Regions from separate parts of the Triticum aestivum genome. Here region 1 is linked to region 2. A link is a contact called in public Hi-C data. All regions are on one chromosome and are shown on one strand. Each heading gives the region's core, a stretch centred on a gene start, on an enhancer-like site or on the middle of the called end of the contact. The rest is flanking DNA. Distances are from core to core; before and after follow the strand shown.

Region 1 (4,182 bases), core at 1,105-3,604, 240 kb after region 2:
TGTGCAGCAGATGGGAGAACATCATAGTGGGGTATAGGAACTGGTTGGTGGCATACGATGTCAGCAGTCTTAGCAAGATACTCTCGGGATCTAGCAAACCTGCCATCAGCTATAGCACAATGTTCTGAAGGGTAAGGGCCACGGGGACGGGGAGAATGTGCAATCCCATAGTCAGGGACAACATAATACGAGTATGATGTGCCTTCAGCCTGTTGGCCCTGTCGAGGGACAAGTACATACCTAATCAAACACATTGGAGAACAATTGAATCAAGAACGAAATAGCATTCTGCACTTCTGCAGTACTAACCAAGTAGTGTAGATCTTGATCACCACATCTCCAAATTGCCTGGTGCTCATACAACTCAGCAGGCAGAGTAATTCCTGCAACCAAGAGAATAAAGTCAGGTGACACATTAAGTGATTAACTATGCAACTCAGCCAGCAAGACTTATCACTTAATTAAGAAGTCATCAAATATTACCAGTTGGACCATATGGAGTCGGATAGTAAGTTGCATTAGCAGGAAAGCAGAATTCCTCTCCAAATATGAGCTCAGAGTTTGCCTCAAGATCCATGGAATGCAGTCACTCTGAAAGACGGGCACTGGTGCGATCTACAACTGAAACATCTCACGATCAGTTCATCACCATAATTAGCAAAATGGCTTCTGAACATACAACGCAACCCATGCAACCAACAGTTCCAACATTCCGAATCAACTATGAGCATCGCTTGGTAATAAAAATTGACCTTTGAACAGTAGTTCTGATCCATCCGTTAAAAGTAAAACAGAACTTAGTTCATTAACTCCAAAACCTGCTAATGCTGCATCATCAAAACCATTGGGAAACAAGTGAAAAGCTATACCCGAACAAGCATAGGCACAACCCCCAAACAGCGCGATAGCAGAAATACAAGATCATGGTATTTGCAGCAAGCCCATTTAGTTAGCCATGTAACTACACAAAAACATGGAACAAAGTAACAAACACATGCATCGAACCAGCCAACCAGCAAAGCACACCAAACATTCAGCTAAGAATTGGTAATTGCAAAATTGACAGCCCCATTTGCCTATCCCTAACAACCACAGTAAAAAATTCCAATCCATCCATTAAAAGTAAAACAGAACACAAAACCATTGGGAAACAAGTGAAACGCTATACCCCAAACAAACATAAGGCAAAATCCCATCCCAAAACCCCCCCAAACAGTGCGATGACAGAAATACAAGATCGTGGTATTTGCAACAAGCCCATTTAGTTAGCCATGCAACTACACAAGCAATAGCAATAATTGTAACTGCCAACCCAGGACAATTCGAACATGTGTAACTCGCCAATCCGTGGCTAGCTAAACCACATGCTACCAATCTGAGCCTACTCAGAGCTAAACTCTTCACACCCCCATTTCCTCTATTCCTACAAACCCCAAGAACGAACGCATGCATCGAACCAGCCGACCAGCAAAGCACAGCACACCAAACATTCAGCTTTTTTTTTTGGGAGCAAAACCAAGCATTCAGCCATGACTTTGTTATTGCAAAATTGACAACCCAATTGGCCTATCCACCATAAGCCCAATAAAACAATGCCACGCGAGCGGCAAAAGGAGTCCCTTCATCACAAATGCACCTCCATTTCACCCCGACGGGCATACCGAACCAACAGAACCGGCCCAGGCTACGCTACGGCCACCCAAGCGAAGCACGAAACCCTAGATCGTTCGACACCGATCAGCGGGAACTCCCCAACCCCGGGGCACACGATCCGACCGCACCACCGCGAAACCAAACCCTCTCTACAGCACCGAATGCAGAAACCCCCAAAACCCCTGCCTCCAGCCAGCGAGCAGAAAACCGTACGGCAAAGCAGCGCGGACAAGGGGTTCGAGCCGGGCGAGAAAGCTCGCTCGCCGGCACCGAACCCCCGTCGCACATGATCGGAGCACGCCACCGCGGAACAAAACCCTCGCTGCGCCGTACGTACACCGTACCCCCGAAGCGGAAACGGACACGCCCAGCCCCAGCAAGCGAGCAGCACGCGGTACGGGTTCTACGAGAGAGCTCACCGGCACTGAGGCGGCGTGCACCCGCTGGTCGTCGTCGGCGGCGGCCGAGGCGGAAACCCTAGCGGGCGGGACGGAGGCGGGGGGCGGCGAGGAGGAGGAGGAGCGGAAGCGACAAGCGGGAAAAGGAAGCGTGGGAGGGGAAGAGGCCAGTGCGGTGCGGATGCGGCGGTGCTGTGCAAGTACGCTGGCAGGCGCCATCTGGCTTGTTTTGCTGTCACTGACATGTTGGCCCCCGCGTGGGACCGCGTTCGGAGCGGGAGAGAGGGGGCATGGCTGTAGAGGGACTGACGGCGGCCATTCTGTTTCCGACGGAGAGAACGGAGTTCTCCGTTTTGGTCCCGCTCACTGACATGTGGGCGCGTGCGTCCTCAGGGACCCAGATGGTGGTGGCGAACTGGCGATGCGAAAGCGAAGCGTTGGCTGTGATCTGTGGATGTCCTAGTCCGCTGACACGTGGGCGACAACAGATATAAAGACAAGTGATTTGGTTCTACATCCGGCTTAATTAGTCACTCGTATTTTGGGTCAAACTTTAATCTTTGATTTTACAAAAAAACACACGAAAATAGTAGTATTGGAAACCTTGTTTTGAATATGAATCCAACAATGTAAGTTTTCCGATATAAGACTTATATGATCAAAAATTAAAGAGAAAAGTATACTTTTCGCCCCTCAATTTTTGGCGGAGTCTAGATTTACTCTCTCAACTCCACAACCGGACAACTTGCACCCTTAACTACTGAAACCGGACAAGATTCATCCTTGTTCACGGTTTTGACCGGTTTTAGTGTTGTCCCACCTTGCCTTTGACCGTGCCGACTGAAATTCATGTACTTCTTCCAAGTCCGTGTAATGTTTTCAAATTCTGGTACTTTTCTCAAATATGTCAACTTTTTAAAAAAATTGTGTACTTTTTTTAAATCCACGTACTTTTTCCAAGTTCACGTACTTTTTTCAACTCCGCGTACTTTTTAAAAGTTCATGTAATTTTTTAAATGGACTTTCATATTCGCGTACATTTTTTGGAAAGAATTCATGAATTTGAAAAATTTATGCGAACTTGAAAAAAGTATGCGGATTTCAAACTCTTTTACGCAAATTTATGTGGATTTGAAAAAATATGTCCACTTGAAACAAGTACATGAGTTTCAGACAAAGTTCATCGATTGGAAAAGAGACACGGATTTGAAAGAAATGCCTGAACTTTAAAATGTATGCAGATTAGAAACAAATATGCGAATTTCAAAAATAATTCATGGATTTGATAAAATTACACGAACTTGGGAAAAATATACGGATTCCAAAAAAGTACGCATTTTTTTCAAAGGATGGATTTGAGAAAAGTAAGCAAATTTTAAATAGTTCACGGATTTGAAAAAAGTATATTTATTTTTGAGAAAATTATGCGACCTTGCAAAAACAACGCGGATTTGAAAAGAGTATGTGAATTTCAAAAAGTTCACGAATATGAAAAAAATACGTGAATTTGAGTCAGCACCGGTCAAAACCGGGGTGAGTCATTACCAAAACCGGTCAAAACCAAGACCGGGGATGAAACTTGTCCGTTTTCGGTAGTTGGGGATGCAAGTTGTCCGGATTTCAAGTTAAGGGACCAAATCTAGACTTCACGAAGAGTTGAGGGATGAAAAATATACTTTCCTCAAAATTAAATGAGCACGAAATACGAAGGGGACAAATAATCCCACACATCAAATCAAAGAACATAAACAAAAGACATGTATTGATGAAATTCATATCTTAAACTGGATATCTGAAACAAACAACATGAAATCCTAAGCAAGAGAAGTCTTGCTACCTCAAGACTAATATCTCGAACATATTAATACACAGGGCGTCTCCAACGCTGGCTGCTAAAACAGACACTGTATTCGTTCGTGGACGCGTACGGTCACTTTCACAAACAATGATACAAGAGTCGGCCATCCAACCATGTCTGCATACATTTCAAAGAGGATTTTTAACAACCCGGAAGAATTACATGCAAACCAGATGTTTTTTCATTTATACCATAGCACATTCATTAGATTTTCTACACATTTCAACTAAACTTTATCATTCTAGCCTAGTCTAAATGACCGTCAACCGCTAC
Region 2 (4,445 bases), core at 962-3,461:
CGAGCGGGCGGTGTGAGGTGCAGCGCCGCGAGCGGGGCGAGCTGCGGCACTGGCGCGCGCGTGGTGCGGCGCCGTGAGCGGGCTGCGGCACTGGCGCGGCGAGCTCGGGGCGGCGAGCTATGGCACGGGGCGAGCGCCGGGGCGGCGAGCGGGCGCGGGGTCGGGGCGAGCTGCTGGGCGGCGAGGACGCGAGCGGGCCGAGGCGGGGCGAGCTGCAGGGCGAGGCGGCGTGGGAGCTTGGGGCGGCGGTGCGGAGCTCGCCCACCAAGTGTTCGACAGAATGCCGCCGCGCACAGGCCGACCCATTCGAAAAAGCGGACACGGACAGGCGGACGGGCGACCCAAACAGATAAAATGCAGACAAAATCGATGTCCGTGTAGGTCGGCTCGTTAGAGTTGCTCTTAGGGCCTACGATAATTAAGCTCAGGTGCGCGCCCTGTGTGTGTGTGTGACGAGATGAAGGCAGAGGAGCTGTCGGCGTCGTGCGATCGGATCCAGCGGCCAGCGCGGCGCCTTCACCAACCACTGGCTGGCTGGATGGATATGCATGCCACCATTCTGCTTAACTGATCTACTCCTACAATATATATTTCTTTTATTTTCCTTTCTTTCAACGAAAGCTAAATCTATGTAGAGTAAGTTGATTTAAATTAGTGCGGGGTGGTTGGCATTTGACAATTTGACAACGGCCGCACGGGGATGCTTGAAAACCTGGCATGAGATTCCGTGTTCCCACACAAGCGGCTCGCTTTTCTTTCTTTCTTTCCGGCCACGGCCAGAGAGGTCGGTCAGTGCGCATCATGAGAGAGCGAACGGACGGACAGACAGACAGACAGACGTACTATGGGACTTTGGCGTCAGCTGCGATCACACGTTGGTTGGCCATCAATTCGGGGGTGGATCTACCTCCCCGCGATGGCCATGGCCCATGAGCCTGGTTTCTCATGGAAACGCGGGACAAGAGCGGCGGAGAGACGCGTCTCGCCACAGTTTTTGGCGTCAAGCCGAACGCGTCAAAAACCAACGGAATCCGCCAGACCACGTTGATTCGGTGGCGTGGAAGAAATGCGATGGCATGCCAGCTGGGTAGGAGTAGATGGATGGAGGTCACGATTTGGCCGGCAAAACTTTCACACGGTATGGTGGGGAAGGCGAAAACAACGTACACATTGGACTGCGTTCGTGTTTTTTCACCTGATGGCAGGCCACGCCATGGTTATGAGCTCGAACGACGGTCAAGAAAAATCAATCTTGTAGTAGTCTCTCACCAAAATATTAATCAAAGGGAAATGATTTTCAATTCAAAAGCCAGCGACTAACCATGATTTTCAATTCTTCCACCAACCTTGTTACTACTAGTAATCTTCAGTTCAAACGCGCCCTCTCCCTCCCCACAATCGATTCCCAATGCGGCTAAGCATATTGGAGATAGATTACGCATTCCGACAAGACATTCGGTGGATTCATCTACTCGTAGTAGTAGTAGGAAATTCCCTCGAAAAAAACAGTACTCGTAGGAGTATTTAAATTACTAGCACTTGGTTAATCTAATTAATTTCTACTTTGCCTGAAGTGACGAGGGGAGAGGGGAGGGGAACGCGGGGGGAAGAGGCACTCACAGATGAAGTCGAGGACGACGCGGCCGTCGGAGAGCCGCCCGGTGGGGTGGTGGAAGAAGGCGCGCCCCTCCGGCGCCGCGATGCGGATCCCCATTATCGCCGCCACCCCGCCCGTGTCCGAGTTGGAGTCGCCGAAGTTGAACACCACCACCTCCTTGGGCTTCGTCACCACCTTGGCCGCCGCCTTCGCGGGCGCCGGCGCCGTCCCCTTGATCTTCCGGTGCTCGCCCGCCCCGGACCCGGCCCCGGCGGGCGCCGCGGCGGTGGCGAGCGCGGAGGTGGTGGAGAGGGCCGCGCCGCTGCTGGCGGCCGGCATGTAGCGGAGCGTCGCGAACAGGACGGCCCCGGCCACCGCGCCCAGCACGCAGTAGTACTGCAGCCGCAGCAGGCTCATGTTCTTCATCAGCCCGCCGCCGGCGCCCCCTCCATTGCCTCCCCCGTTCGGCCCGCTCGCCATGGCTGGCCTTGTCTACCTAGCCACTGCCGCTGGCTGTCGGTCTTCTCCCTCCGTGCTCTCTGATGTGCGACTCTTGTCTGTCTCTCAGTCTGTGTCTGTGTGTGTTGTTTATATACAGTGTTATTTAGCGAGCTCCCAAATGCACACAACACAATGCTTCAAACGAAGAGAAAGCTCGAAATAATACCACAATGAACAAAACATGTGGAGGGGTTGGTGCGTGCCCCTGTTTACCTTTTGTTTTCGTGACTTTCATTTCTAGACGAACTAGCCAAAGTGTAAGCTAAAAAAACAGCAAAAATATCTGCCTATGCGCAGCTATGTTATTTGAGGCCTGCTTCGGTACATACACCCCCCCTCCGAAAAAGTAAAAAAAAAAGGGCAGTATGGTCTTCTTTTCTTTTAGCTGAACATTTTTTACATAAATGATAAGTACCACACGTGTGTCATGTAGTAAATTTACTGTGATGTCTTTAAAAAAAAATTGAACTTGTCATCCGAAAAGAAAGAGTGATATGTTTGACAACTAAAGTTGTCATTCTTACGTCACTAAACTTGCCATAAAAATCATTCAGAGTTGCAATGTGTTCGTGCCATACGTGTGGCACTTATGACGAAAAAAGGTTTCCCCGCTTTATATATAAAGCAAACATCACCGATTACAACCGAGGCACCAAACGGGCGTCCCGATACACTGTGCCACGTACCTACCGCATCATAGCCCACCCCTAGGGTCAGCGCTGCGCACGGCCTCCAGTATACTACAAAGACCAGAAACTACTTGCAACTCCTGGATAGAGGACAAGGGCAGTTAATAAGTCGAGAGGGTCAATTAAGGATCCCAATGTGTGGTAGTAGTTGATCTTAAATCACATACACAGAACTCAGTTCCTAAGGACGGTTCCAATGAAACAACCCACCATGTACTCCTACATGGCCTCTCATCGATACCTTTACCAAATCGTGTTCACACACTTAGCTCTCAACAGTAGGACATGTTCACACCATTCCAATCCATCCCAGATGAATCAGACCTGACACAACTCTAAGCATAGCAGGCATAATAAGCAAGCATGAATGAGTAGACACATCATAGATCAAACAAATACTAATCATGCTAGTGGGTTTCAACTATTTACTGTGGCAAAGACAGGTCATGCAGAGGAAAGGGGTTCAACTACCGCAGCATGTAACAGTTGACACGTTGTTGTCCTAATGCAGTAAAAGAGAGCAAGAGCGAGAGAATGGGATTGTATCGGAATGAACAAGGGGTTTTTGCTTGCCTGGCACATCTGAAGATAGTAGTTCTTGATCGGTGTCATCGATCTCATCGTCGGAACCACGTCTACTAAGAGGGGGCAAATACCGGCAACAGAGAAGGAACACAATCAATGCAATGCAACAATATGATGCATGATCATGACATGTCAATATGCTGTGGTTTGAGCTAATGCAACTAGCAACAATTTAAATGAAGTTGGTTTGAATCCAAGATTCAAATTCAAACTCCATATGTGGATATGCAAATGCCATTTATTTGGTTTGTCCTAAACAGAAGCCATAAGTTGTTCTAACATGCATGGAAATGGTACATAGGGATAGATTGGATTTTTTGATAAATTTTCATATATAAATTATTTCATTTGGAGTTATGGTTTAATTTCTATGAATTTTAGAAGTTTTAAACATTTTCTGAAATTTCCTGGATTATTTTTAATCCAGAAAATTGTTAACTGCGTCAGCATGACGTCGGTGTGACGTCAGTAGGTCAACAGACGCCGACCAGGTCAAACTGACCAGTGGGGCCCGTGTGTCAGTCTAACAGGGCTAATCTAATTAAGTTTAAACCTAAATAGATTAATTAGCCGGGCGGGCCCACACGCCAGTGACCTAGGGCGGTCAAACCCTGGTCAGACGAGGTCAAACCCACCGGCGACTTGACGCCGTCGAGGCCAGAGATGGCGGAGGGGCTCGGGATTGCTCCGATGGCGTCCAAATGGACGGCGAGGAGCGGCTACGGGGAGCTAGAGCTCGCCCGCGTCCAGTGCAGCAGGCAACAACAGCTAGGGCGGCCGAAGGCGACGGCGAGGAGCTCGACCGTGGTGGCCGGAGCTCTTGTGTGAGCGCGGCAGTGCTGCGGTGCGCGAGCAAGCGAGATGAGGCGCTAGCGGGGGCCTACGCGATGCGGTGAGTGGGTTGGACGCGCTGGGCGGACCATTTGGTCGCCGGAGTCGCGTCGGCGGTGAGCGCAGGTGGCGGCGGGTCTGGGCGTAGGCGGTCCGGTGGCTACGGCGGTCTACAAGGAAGAAGAGAGGGATGGCTGGGATCAGAGGCTCACGGCGAGTCGGACGAGCAGGTCGGCGAGCTT

The links. Hi-C and Micro-C count contacts between places; a contact is called where the count stands out from the background.
Region 1: a Hi-C map of leaf shows a contact between it and region 2, with 4 times the contacts expected there. The contact joins the promoter of LOC123180598 here to the promoter of LOC123180597 in region 2. A contact is called at or near these places in 3 of 5 Hi-C or Micro-C datasets (all in leaf).

Annotation. Positions count from the first base shown.
Region 1 is chr1D:105,930,902-105,935,083 of IWGSC CS RefSeq v2.1, forward strand. LOC123180598 reads right to left here and starts at 2,355. Exons shown (of 7, transcript XM_044592679.1): 1 at 2,073-2,355; 2 at 484-615; 3 at 310-383; 4 at 1-218. The coding sequence starts at 577.
Region 2 is chr1D:105,686,759-105,691,203 of IWGSC CS RefSeq v2.1, forward strand. It overlaps LOC123180597 (GDSL esterase/lipase At1g09390), which reads right to left and starts at 2,212. Exons shown (of 5, transcript XM_044592677.1): 1 at 1,621-2,212. The coding sequence starts at 2,077.